Linked DNA regions of Danio rerio: region 1 is linked to region 2. Evidence: chromatin contacts called from public HiChIP or PLAC-seq data. All regions are on one chromosome and are shown on one strand. The core of a region is the stretch at or near the end of the contact, and the rest is flanking DNA. Distances in the headings are between cores, read along the strand shown.

What was found. HiChIP or PLAC-seq counts read pairs in DNA pulled down with a chosen protein or histone mark.
Region 1: a contact with region 2 is called in an H3K4me3 HiChIP or PLAC-seq map of gastrula embryo, with 3 times the contacts expected there. The contact joins the promoter of srgap2 here to the enhancer-like site in region 2. A contact is called at or near these places in 5 of 18 Hi-C or Micro-C datasets (caudal fin, embryo and fibroblasts) and 3 of 4 datasets of contacts at active chromatin or transcription factors (caudal fin, embryo and gastrula embryo).

Annotation. Positions count from the first base shown.
Region 1 is chr11:23,679,968-23,686,223 of GRCz12tu, forward strand. srgap2 (SLIT-ROBO Rho GTPase activating protein 2) reads right to left here and starts at 3,177. Exons shown (of 23, transcript NM_001048235.1): 1 at 3,149-3,177; 2 at 897-1,340. The coding sequence starts at 963. It overlaps zgc:101564, which reads left to right and starts at 4,399. Exons shown (of 5, transcript NM_001013545.2): 1 at 4,399-4,527; 2 at 4,862-5,055; 3 at 5,158-5,235; 4 at 6,016-6,140. The coding sequence starts at 4,910.
Region 2 is chr11:23,534,498-23,540,496 of GRCz12tu, forward strand. srgap2 (SLIT-ROBO Rho GTPase activating protein 2) reads right to left here. Exons shown (of 23, transcript NM_001048235.1): 11 at 3,954-4,038. Among named protein-coding and RNA genes, the nearest start is that of ikbke, 38 kb to the left of the region's middle. Within about 2 kb of position 1,439, at least 7 of the 62 cell types and tissues checked have an H3K27ac peak or open chromatin away from gene starts, as enhancers often do.

The sequences.
Region 1 (6,256 bases), core at 1,927-4,426, 150 kb after region 2:
GCTCCACTAATGAAGTGAATCGTTCAATTCGTCTTTCAATTAAAAGCAGCTTTATTTTACCTCACCAGACAAGTGTTTATGGGAACGAAAATCCTGAGACAAAAACACGCGTTACGTAGGCTACATGCATTATGTGTAAGTGAAGAAATGTGCAGTAGTTACAATTACTTTGTAAAAAAAACACAGTGTGCTACTACTTAAAAACAAGTGAACGGCTTCCAAACTAACACTCACATTAACTGTTACCACAGTGTAGTATGAATAACATATGAGGTTACACAGTCATAACCGAACTGTCATCAAGCATCACACCTTTACTTCACTCGCCGTCAGTGCTGCCAAAATACGATTGTGTTAAGTCAGATTAAACTCAAAACGTATTTTAAACGTGTTACTTAGTCCATGAACTACTGTAAAACATCAATGTCAGCTAACCTGACTTTTAAAAAATCAATAGGTTGAACAGCACCGCACCAGCTCATAGAGACACGCAGGGCAAAAGAAAACGCCCTGCCTTGTCTATACGTACAACCTACACAAGCTGAATGAGGGAAAACAGTACAACACAGCACAAACGTAACATTAATCACACATTAATGCATTTTTAAAGTAAAAGCGTTGTTATAAACGGTTTAAGTTGTGTATCTACAGACAATATAGCTTTAGGCGACTGACTGACTGACTGACTGACCGATCGCACATCTATCATTCCGTTGCCACATGTGGAGAAGCGCTAGCATTGTTTCTCACAAACTCAAATAAATAGCGTTTTCTGCAGTAATACGACAGGGTTTGCACCAGCTGTGCTCATATAGAAATACACTGTAACCTAGCCACCACGTAACACAAAGGTGAACCGAGTGAAAATGCAACATAAAGCGACACATTTCACTTACCTTTAACTTGCGTTTCATATTCGGCTATAATTTCCTTGTCCTTTCGGAATTTAGCAGGAGACGTCATATTGATCTAAACACAATAAGTCCCGTCACAGCGAGAAACACCGCAGAACAAAAGCCTCTTCGCCCGCACTTCGTCTACAGATATCCAGCGAATATGTGGGAATGGAAAGCAGTGGATGGGTATTGTCTCCTGTCGATGATCAATCACGCCGCATTATTAGTCAAGAGCTGCCGATGGCTTCCAAGGTAGAGTAATATGTCCGTAACAGCAGAGGAATGAAGCAAGAGAAGAGTTTCATCCCACCGTCCACTCACACTGGATCCCCACGACCAGACGCAGCGTCTTCAAAAGTTTCAGTCTTTCCTCCGGCGGTCAGACGTGTGAGTGAGTCTCCTCAGAGCTAAATGAAGGCATGGATAGGATTTCCCAGCATCACACTGGGCACACACAGGGCAAAGAAAAGTTCAGCGGATCAGATTTCTAAAGACTACTTCCTTCCAGTAAACTTCCTCAAAAATATTTTCGTTTTGTTTCGTTTGTTGAAAAATAGAGGTGGGTTGGAGCTCCTCTTTACAAACAGACCATGTTTTGGGGATTAAATGTAACATGATTAAATGCAAAGTGTGAACTTGAAATCTGATATTATAACTGATGAATGGTCATATTTATTTACATCAGTAGTGCATGATAAAGCAAACTCACGCATGCAAATCTTGACCTTACATGTTTACTTTATAAGCCTTTAATAATGCATGAGTAATAGGTTTAATGAAGGTAATTATAACATTTTAAGCATATAATTAATATAACATTTTAATAGATATATATAATTTCTACCATGGTCTTTAATAAATCAGCCTAAATCAATCATTTAAAAAGTATTTATTTATTCTGCATCTCAAGTAAATGTATCATGCATGCGTTGGGAAAGATTTGATATGTGTATTTGGAAAAATATTGTGGAAGATATTCATTTTGCAATGCATGCAAGATTTATTAGATGACTTATGAATTTAATACTTAATGATTATACTTAGTATTAATGAATGAATACTTCATGAGTCAAAATGATTCAAAGACCAAGTAAAGACAAATAAATCAATAATTTGAATCAAATGCAACCCTAAGGCTTTTGTTAAAAAAACTGCTTATTTTTGAATAACTTTGTGAAAAGATAAAACATGGAAATAACTTTGTCTATCTTCCGATGACACTCCAAACTATGTGTTCTTTATCTGTACTTTTGTCTTGTTTTCTGGTGGAGATACCTGTTAAATTCTTTTTTTAAAGAAGATATTACTTATGAAATAAAATGACACAACAATGTAAGCTTTGATTTATGTAAAACTAGTCCAAATAAAGTGAGCTTATGGTAAATATATATAATTCCATCCATGGCCTTTTTTTAAATCAGCTTAAATCAATCATTTTAAAAAAGTACTTATTAATTTAGAATCTTAAGTAAATGTATCATGCGTTAGGGAAGTTAAGATAAGGGTATTTGGAAAAATATTGAGAAAGATATGGTGTTTGCAATACATGCAAGATTTAATATCTTATTTATTAATTTACTTTCTGCTCTCATTTTAAGGCCTTAAATTATTAATTGCCAAAATGAGACATTTTAAAGCTCATATTTCCTGTTCATCTGCATGAGCAATATATTCCTGGCATTTGTTTTTCATAACAGTAGCATTTCCCCAAAAAAATTTACACATAACAGCACTTTTTGCACAACACCATGGCAACAAAAACACAAAACACAAAAATTTTGTAGTAACAGTGTCATAAGTGTGGAGGAAAACAGCCATTTATGATTTTATTTAGGCTATAAGGTAATCAAAAAGATTATCTTTGACCTATCAACTTATCAAGACGAGATCACTGTTATTATAGAATAGCAGCTTAAAACAAATGTGTTTAAAATAGCTGAGGTCTTTAAAAGATGATAAAGAGTACTTTAACTTGCTCATATCATGTGATGCACGTTTAAATACTGTCAGCCAAAAAAGCTGCAGGATCGGAGAAAACTTTAAATCATTAGTCCTTAAAAGGAAGAGGCAATGTGCAACTAGGAGGGAGTTTGTCGTGATGTGAAAAGCAGAGAGGCCCCTGGTGACTCTCGGAATAGTTTAGGGCTTTCCTCAAGGAGATCCCTGCATTTCATCCGGACGATAGCGAAGCTTTCTCGAGTCCTTATGTGCCCGAATCATAAACTGTTGCATTAAATCGATAATCCACTTACCTTAAAATGCGATTTCCATGTCTAAAAACAGCTTTCATATACCAGATTTCTCCCCCAAGACTTGTTGTTACGCTATTCACTGAATTTTCCCAAACTCAAACCCCGCCTCTTTTCATGGAAGAGAAAGAACAACCCCCTTCTATTGTCATTGGCTGAAACACTTGAACACGACATGAATCTATCAAACTGACCATTAAAGAGACAATTTTGAGGGGATTAATATTGTCTCATATCACAAGCACAACACAGTTTATAGATTTAGTAAGTTTAAGTGATAGCAATAATTGTAAACATTGTAATTGTAAGTAGTGATTTACTTTCCTTTGACTATTATATTTATATTTATTTATTTCATGTGAGTGTATCTATGTCTTCGTTAATGATTAAAGAAATAACAATTAGCATATAAAATTGTCGTTTTTCACATTGTTGTATTTTTGCGATGTCTGATTGAAAGAATCCTTTTTATGAGTCGAATCTTTCAATTGAATCAGTTGAGTCGGTTCACATTCTAAACAGTTCTTCATGCACAGCATCGAGCTAAACGATTTATTCAAATAATCGCGTTATTCAGTCTATATAACGTTTATGACTTAAACGTTATGGTATGCAGTGATCAAATGTGGGGGCAAACAATTTTCCATGGAAAATTGTAGGTTATCATGATTAATTTCAATGTTTCAGGCTGGCTAGACAACAAACTATAGAAGAACAATCACTTTGAATTACACTGTTGCAGTTAAGTGAATCACTTTATTACATAAGCATAATGATTAATGAATCACGCAAATATTCTTTAACCAAGAGATGTACAAGAATTTATCTATTAATATATCATAAGATGAATGTGTGATTAAAACACACTTTATAAGCTAAATTAGTTGCTGCAACTGAATTACAACACAGGGTATCACACCAAACACTATTATTTGATATGGGTATAAACGTAATAAAGACCAATTTGTACCTACATTTGGCTTTGAAGATATAATATACCACAACGGGATGTCAGGAACCAGGTGTGAGCATAATAATTACTGAATCGCTTTTTGAAACGAGTCGTTCGAAAGAACCGATTTTCAGAAATGAGTCGTACTTCCCCTAGGCGGTTCTGTGGTTTGCGGAAAAGCACTTCAACCAATCACCAAAGGAATTGGAGCTGGCCAATCACGCATGAGACATGCTAATTTGGAACCAATCAGCGTCAGAGAACAGGCTGTTTGAAAATGTCTCAGGAAGTGCATATCCGCTTCGACGCGGACGTAAACAAACGTAGCTTAGCAATCTAAGCCCAGTTGTAGCGATAGAGAATTTTACTGTAACTTAGTACAATGTGTTTATTTGCCGCCTAGATCTAAAAAGATCTGATATCATTAAAGGTAAGAACGATTTTATGGCATGCTTGGTTATAAAACATTTATATTTTACTTAGCTAGCTAGCGCTCTGATAACAATAAAGACAACGCTTTTCTGGATCATAACAGAAGAGTGAAATAGACAGGAATTGCTGTGATTTTCATTCGTGCTATTATTCTAAGGTTTTCGTTTTTGTAATTTTACTTCTCTTAGTTATAAACATTGCTAACGCAATTTAGGTAAAACAAGGCTAAAGCTAGTTAGCCAGACAGGTGCAGAACGTCTGTTCAAACATCTGCTGCTGTAGCCTTCAGTTCAGATGCTGATCGACTCTCTATTGTCGTTTTAAATCAACAGGAGCTGCGTTTTGCTAGGAGCTGTACCCGAGAAAAGCTCACTTCTACAATGTCTACTTCAAATTTCAAGAATAAGTGCGTGACGCAAATCAACTGTATATACTGTGACAGTCTGCTGTGTACCAGAGGGATGAAAGCAGTGCTTTTGGCTGATACGGAAATAGAGCTATTCTCAACCGACATACCACCAAATAGGTGAGGCTTCCTTCATCACAGAAATCTTCACAAAACATTATTTCTAATGATCAATATAGTGTTTTGCTTATAAACAAAACTGTGCTTCTTTTCCCTACTTAGGACAGTTGATTTTGTGGCAAGCTGCTATTCCACTGAAAGCTGCAAATGCAAATTAAGAGATATTGCTTGTTTGAAATGGTAAAGACATCTTTATAACTAACTTTTGTTTTCTCCTAGTGGTAACTAGTGTTCATGGTTGGTTTTTAATAGTTTATTAAGACAATATGTAGGTTAAATATTAAATGTCTCATTTTGATGTTATATACGTGGAAAGCAAGTTCAATGCAATTGAAATGTATAAAATGTCTTTAATCCGCATACTTAGTCTGACTTGTATCTGGTCATCTATTAAGTGATATGCAGTGTCAAAGATTTCTTTTTCATATAAATACCGTATTTAGTATTTTTTAAATGTTATAATATCTACTTTTAAAAGTATCAGTTTCTGCAAAAAAAAATCATCATATCATCAAATCATATTTAATCATATTCATTTTTAAATTGTTTTCTGAATGGTGAGACTTTAGCGCACTAAAAATATTTGTGTTGCTTGTTGTAGTTATTTATTTATAATGAGCTTAATCAACAAGTCTTGAGGGTTTTTCTGGGATAACTTAATTGTTTTATGTTCAATCAACTAAAATTTATAAAACCAAGTAAGTTGACTTTAATCGATTTGTGTTGAAACAACATTAAGGACTTGTGCAATTTTTTTTACAGAGTACAATATAAAAAACTATTTGGTTTATACATATTTAGACTTGAAGCTGTACAAAACAAAATATGTTGTTTTGCTGTTTTAGCTGTATTGTTTAGTCCATTGTTTGTTTGAACTGAGCAATTTGTTGTTCTGTTTTATTGTGTTTGACAAAGCATTTGAATCAGGTGTTTTTTGTCTGGCTCTTTCTGCACATTCAGTGGGAATGTTGTGGGATATCACGTGGTGGCCCCATGCAAACCCTGCTTGCTGTCCTGTAACAATGGTCACTTCTGGATGTTCAACAGTGAGGCCGTGTCCACCATCAATAGACTGGATGCAACAGGTTTGACACATGAGGCAAAATTTTTGACTGTGTTCAGAGTAGGGGTGTGCAATATTTATTGACATAGAATATATTTTAATTATTTTAACAACATGCGATTTAGTAAATTGATCTTA
Region 2 (5,999 bases), core at 189-2,688:
CTCCTATGATTCTATGGATTCATCTTCAATGCCTCCTCCTTCATCTTACTCCAGACATGCTCAATAATGTTTATGTCTGATGAGTGAGCTGGCCAAACCTGGAGCACCTTGACCTTCTTTGCTTTCAGAAACTTTGGTGTGGAGGCAGAAAATGAAAAGAAGCGCTATCCTGCTAAAGAATTTGCCCTCTCCTGTGGTTTGTAATGTAATGGGCAACACAAATATCTTGAAACCTCAGGCTGTTGATGTTGCCATCTCTCACACGCCCCCAAACTGAATGTAATTAAAGACTATAGAATACACAAGACCCGGCCCTACCCCGCGTTCTAGTACAGGAGTCAATCAGCGATCGCTATATGGCGAATGAAGCCTGCCTTCTAGTACAGAAGCCAATCAGCGAACGCTATATGGCAAATAAAGCCTGCCTTATAGTACAAGAGCCAATCAGTGATCGCTATATGGCAAATAAAGCCCGCCTTCTAGTACAGGAGCCAATCAGCGAACACTATATGGCAAATAAAGCCCGCCTTCTAGTACAGAAGCCAATCAGTGATCGCTATATGGCGAATAAAGCCCGCCTTCTAGTACAGGAGCCAATCAGCAATTGCTATACAATGACAATCTCTTGAGTAGGGATTTGAGTTTCTGCAGATTTTGTGTGATATGAACATTTAAAAATGAAACTAAATAGACAGTTGTTGTTTAATTTTATTGATTATTTGTAATATAAAATATAATCGTAAACTTGGCAAGCAGTTATGTAGAATTTGATGTTTCCCCATTCAGACAGAATGCCCGAGCATACTGCCTGAGAGGTGTTTCAAAAATTGCCACCAAGTGAAATGACTTGCCCTAAATGGACTTTGACGTAACCCCAAACCATGATTTTATCTTCACCAAACTTGACTGATTTCTCTGAGAATATTGAGTCCATGCAGGTTCCAATAGGTCTGCAATATTTGTGATGATTGGGATGCAGTTCAACAGATGATTCATCTGTAAAAATATAACTTCTGCCGCTTTTCCAAATCATCAACTAGGAGTAAAGTTATTATTTTTTGGAATTATTAATATTTTTCTGGAATCGATGATAAGAGTCAGGTAGTGTAATGTCGAATGGCTATAGTACAGGAGTTTATTTTTATGTTTCCTAAAAATATCTAAAACAGAGGTGAAAGCTACAATGTACAAAAATTCCTTGTTTATCTTAAAATGCATAGATCATCTTTCTGACTGCACTACTTTTAGTGGGTGCTGGTTATTCGTCAACATAGTAATCAACACCATTACTCTCTACATCTCACATCATTATCTCTTCGCTATCAGTCTGATTCTCTTAGCTTCACTTCCTGTTCGCTGACAGCCCAATCTGACTGGCTGACAGTTCGCTTCTAGTCTGGAGGAACGTACGTGGGAGGAACATCAGAGTGAAACAACACTGCAGTGCACTTCTCTCTCTCTCTCTCTCTCTCTCTCTCTCTCTCTCACACAGACTCGTTTTTCTCTGTCTTGTAGTTTGGCACATGACCTTTAACCTCCACTATACAGGCCTGCCAATGAGTGAGTGGATAAGATCATGCTAAGGCCCATGAGGACAGCGGTACAGAGCGGCACTGTGCTGTTAAAGCTTCACGCTCTGATGACATCAGTACCATCCTCAAGCTAACACACACACATATGGTTGACTCAGTACCAATCTCTGCCTGACACCATGACATCCCACATATGCATACTAACACTAACCCTATCTGTAAAACAACCGATTTACAGAACTTATTCACTCTTCTGATTTTTTAAACATCACTGATTTATTCAAGAATTTACTTCTCAGCTGACTTATTCACAAACCTTTAAATGAAACGTAACTGTCTATGAGAAAGTCAGCTGAATCCTTCAACCAGTGTACGTGTTATACTTAAAATTTCTATGAGTGAATCATTCATTATTCAAAAGATTTGTTCAAAAACACTGATTCATTCAAGAAGGAAATATTACTGCCTATGAGAGTCACTTGAATCTTTCACTCAACTGATCTATTCAAAAACACTGATTCATTCAAAAAGGAAACATGGTTGAATACGAGAGTCGTTTGAATCCCTTATTCAACTGATTTGTTCAGAAACACTGATTCATTCAAGAATAAACATGCATGACTATGATGCTGCGTGCATTCCAGATGCAGATTGCGTGAATTAATTGCGCCATACACGCATAAATAGATGCGTGAACATTTTAAGTACACTCAATTTAAGTATACTTCATTCGTGCGTCCAATTTGCTTCACAATGAATACAGATTCACATGATGGACAGGGCTTCTGTCTGCCCGGTGACTCTAGCTTTGTTGCTAAATGGCTAACATGGATTTTATTGAGAGAGTAGCTGTTTATGTGCTTTAGTAAGGCTAAAAACAGCATATATATATATATATATATATATATATATATATATATATATATATATATATATATATATATATATTCATTCACCCACTAGATCCTTTCAGAGGTGCACACAGCCCTTTGAGTTAATCAATTTCTCCAGAAGCTATACCTGGATGATGGACGCTTTCAGCGGTGCTTCCGACTGAGCCAAGCCCATTTTAATGAACTGTTGACTGGTGTCGGCAAGAGGATTTACCCTAAGGACACCAACAACAGTGGCTATGTCATAATCACGCTCCTACGTGTAAAAGCTTCTGATTGGTTAACGCCTAAAGTTCAAAACAAAACAAAAAATATGCAATACGCACGTAAAGTGCATCAAACGTGCAAAACACTCAATTCGCACCACCTCATTCGTGCAGGATGTCTATTCCCGTCTTTGCATTGACTTAACATGTAAATCCCTCTGCCCTGACGCTATATCTGCATCTGGTGTGAACGTAGCATGAGAGTCACTTACAGAATCATTTATTCAACTGATTTGCTCAAAAACACTGAATCATTCATGAATAAAACATGGCTGCCTATGAGATTTGTATGTATATATATATATATATATATATATATATATATATATATATATATATATATATATATATATATATATATATATATATATATATATATATATATATATATATATATATATATATATATATATATATATATATATATATACATACATATATAACATTATAGCTAATATGTTTGAACATAAATGTACATATTTGTAATTCCAATAGTTGAAAAAAAATTGCAATATTTTGAATTTTATGTTGCATATATGTATTAAATTTTTGATTTGTGGAATCCAAATATGAACTTTTATATCATGTACATGTATACATGTATCGGCTCCTAAGAAAAATCAAAATGCTTGATTCTACTTTGTTTTAAACTAATTCAAACAAAATATTTGGTATTATGTGGTATTATCCATTCATATTTGTCAAAGGGGAATGAACCGGCAACTATTCCAGCATATGTTGTTTTGCAGCAGATGCCCTTCCAGCTGCAACCCAGTACTGGGAAATACCCATACACTCTCACATTCACACACACACACACACACACACACACACACACACACACACACACACACACACACACACACACACACACACACACACACACACACACACACACACACACACACATACACTAGGGCCAATTTAGTTTCTTCAATTCACCTGTACCACATGTCTTTGGACTGTGGGGAAACCGGAGCACCCAGAGGAAACCCACACGAACATGGTGAGAACATGCAAACTCCACACAAAAAAGCCAACTGACCCAGCCAGCACTCAAATCAGCAAGCTTCTTGAGGCGACAATGCAAACCACTGAGCCACCGTGTCACCTATGTGGTATTATCTAAAATGTTACTTAAAGTTACCATTCTGTACCTAACTGCAATATCAAACCCATAATATTTTATTCATAACATTGGTTTTGCCAGTTGATGCGTCCCCAGACACGCATGAAGCCATCACTCAAGAAAGATTACTCACTTTCTCCCAGAGTCTTTTGGATCAGGTCGTGTTTAGCCTGCAGTTTGGTGATGAGGTTCCTGCCCTCCAGAAACTCCTTCAGTTTCTGAAACAGACCATAAAAAAAGCACAAGCATCTCAACACTTAGAAACAAAACGCTGCTGATAAATTTCATTTAGATAGCTATTAAGTAAGCACACTAATCAATCTTCCTTCCTTTTCTCGACTTTCTGCCAAAGGATCCTTCCTCCACCCCTTTCAATTTGCAGTGCAGTGTTCAGACTATACATCTTGTTGGCGTAAACATTAATTTCATATCCACTGGAGCTCAGGGAGACACTGGATCTATGTGCTCTAATAGCTTATGGCTCTTTGGGGGCGAGAACCCTGACCTGATGGAAAACTGACAGCAGAGAGACAGATAGAGGAGTCGTGAGACGGATGGAGAGAAACTTGAACTGCGGAGGGAATGAGGGAACTGGGCAGACAGATGCTTACAATTTCATCCATCATATATCACAGCCATACCAGCATAACGGTCAGGCAGATGCAGGAGAGAGAGCCAGGACTCAAAGCCACGCACTAGTGCTTTTGGCAGAAAAAGAGACAAACTGAATGTATATAGGGAGTTAAAAAGAAAGGGGAGAGAGGGAGGTGTAAGGGATGAATATACATCAGGTTATGATCTGATGAAGGGGGTGAGCTAAAACAGCCTGCGCAACATCAAGTGACAAAAAAAAGCTCCCACTGTAAAAACATTGCTGTAAAATTTACAGTATGATAGGCAATTTTGGTTTCCAGTAATAGAGTAAAATTTACAAGTACTGTAGTTTTACTTGTACATTTTACAGTATTTCTGGCAAGCAAAAGCCAGTAATACTGTACATTTTACAGTTTAGTTTGTTTATTTATTTATAAAGCACAATAAAACAGCAGTTGTTGACCACTGTGCTGAACAAACCTAAAAGCAAATTACAAAAATAGACAGCAACAAATAAAACACACCACACAGCATCAACGATAAATAATAAGACACCAGATACTGTAGGTACAATAGGACCGATTTTCTCCCAATTTAAAAGCTCTTTCTAGAAGTTGTAGTTTAAGTTTCATTGGAAACTGTTCTAATGGACATACAGTAGGTAGCTCATTCCACATTTTAGGACCAACTGTACTACAGAGAAAGCTTGATCTCCTTTTTTTCTTCAGTTTGGATCTAGGAACTACTAGCAGTTCCTGGTTCGATGACCTTAAACATTTGCTGGATATTTTAGCAGTATTAAGATTAGAGAGATAAGTTGGAGCCTGGCCATTTAATACCTTAAAAACATACATTAAAATTTTAAACTCAAATCTAAAACGTATTAGCAACCAATTTAGGCAGCACAGGATAGAAGTAATGCGTTCAAACTTGCGGGTGCCAAAGAGAAGCCTAGTGGCTGCATTTTGGACCACTTGATATATGGCCAACACTTACATAAATAGAGTTACAGTAGTCTAAGCTTGATGATATACAGTACAGTTGAAGTCAGAATTATTAGTGCCCCCCCCTCCCTTTTTATATATATATATTTCCCAAATGATGTTTAATAAAGCAAGGAAATTTTCACAATATGTCTGATAATATTTTTCTTTCTGGTGAAAGTCTTGTTTGTTTTGTTTCAGCTATAATAAAAGCAGTTTTTAGTTTCTTAGAAAACATTTTAGGGTCAAAATTATTAACCATTTTAAGCTATATATTTTTTGATAGTCTACAGAACAAACCATCGTTATACAATAACTTGCATAATTTCCTTAAACTGCCTAGTTCACCTAATTAACCTAGTTAAGCCTTTAAATGTCACTTTAAGCTGTTTAGAAGTGTCTTGAAAAATATCTAGTCAAATATTATTTACTATCGTCATGACAAAGATAAAATAAATTAGTTATTAGAAATAAGTTATTTAATTTATTATGTTTAGAAATGTTTTGAAAAACTCTTTTCACCGTTAAACAAAATTGGGGAAAACATAAACATTGTGGCTAATAATTCTGACTTTAACTGTACAGCATTTTTTTACAGTGCT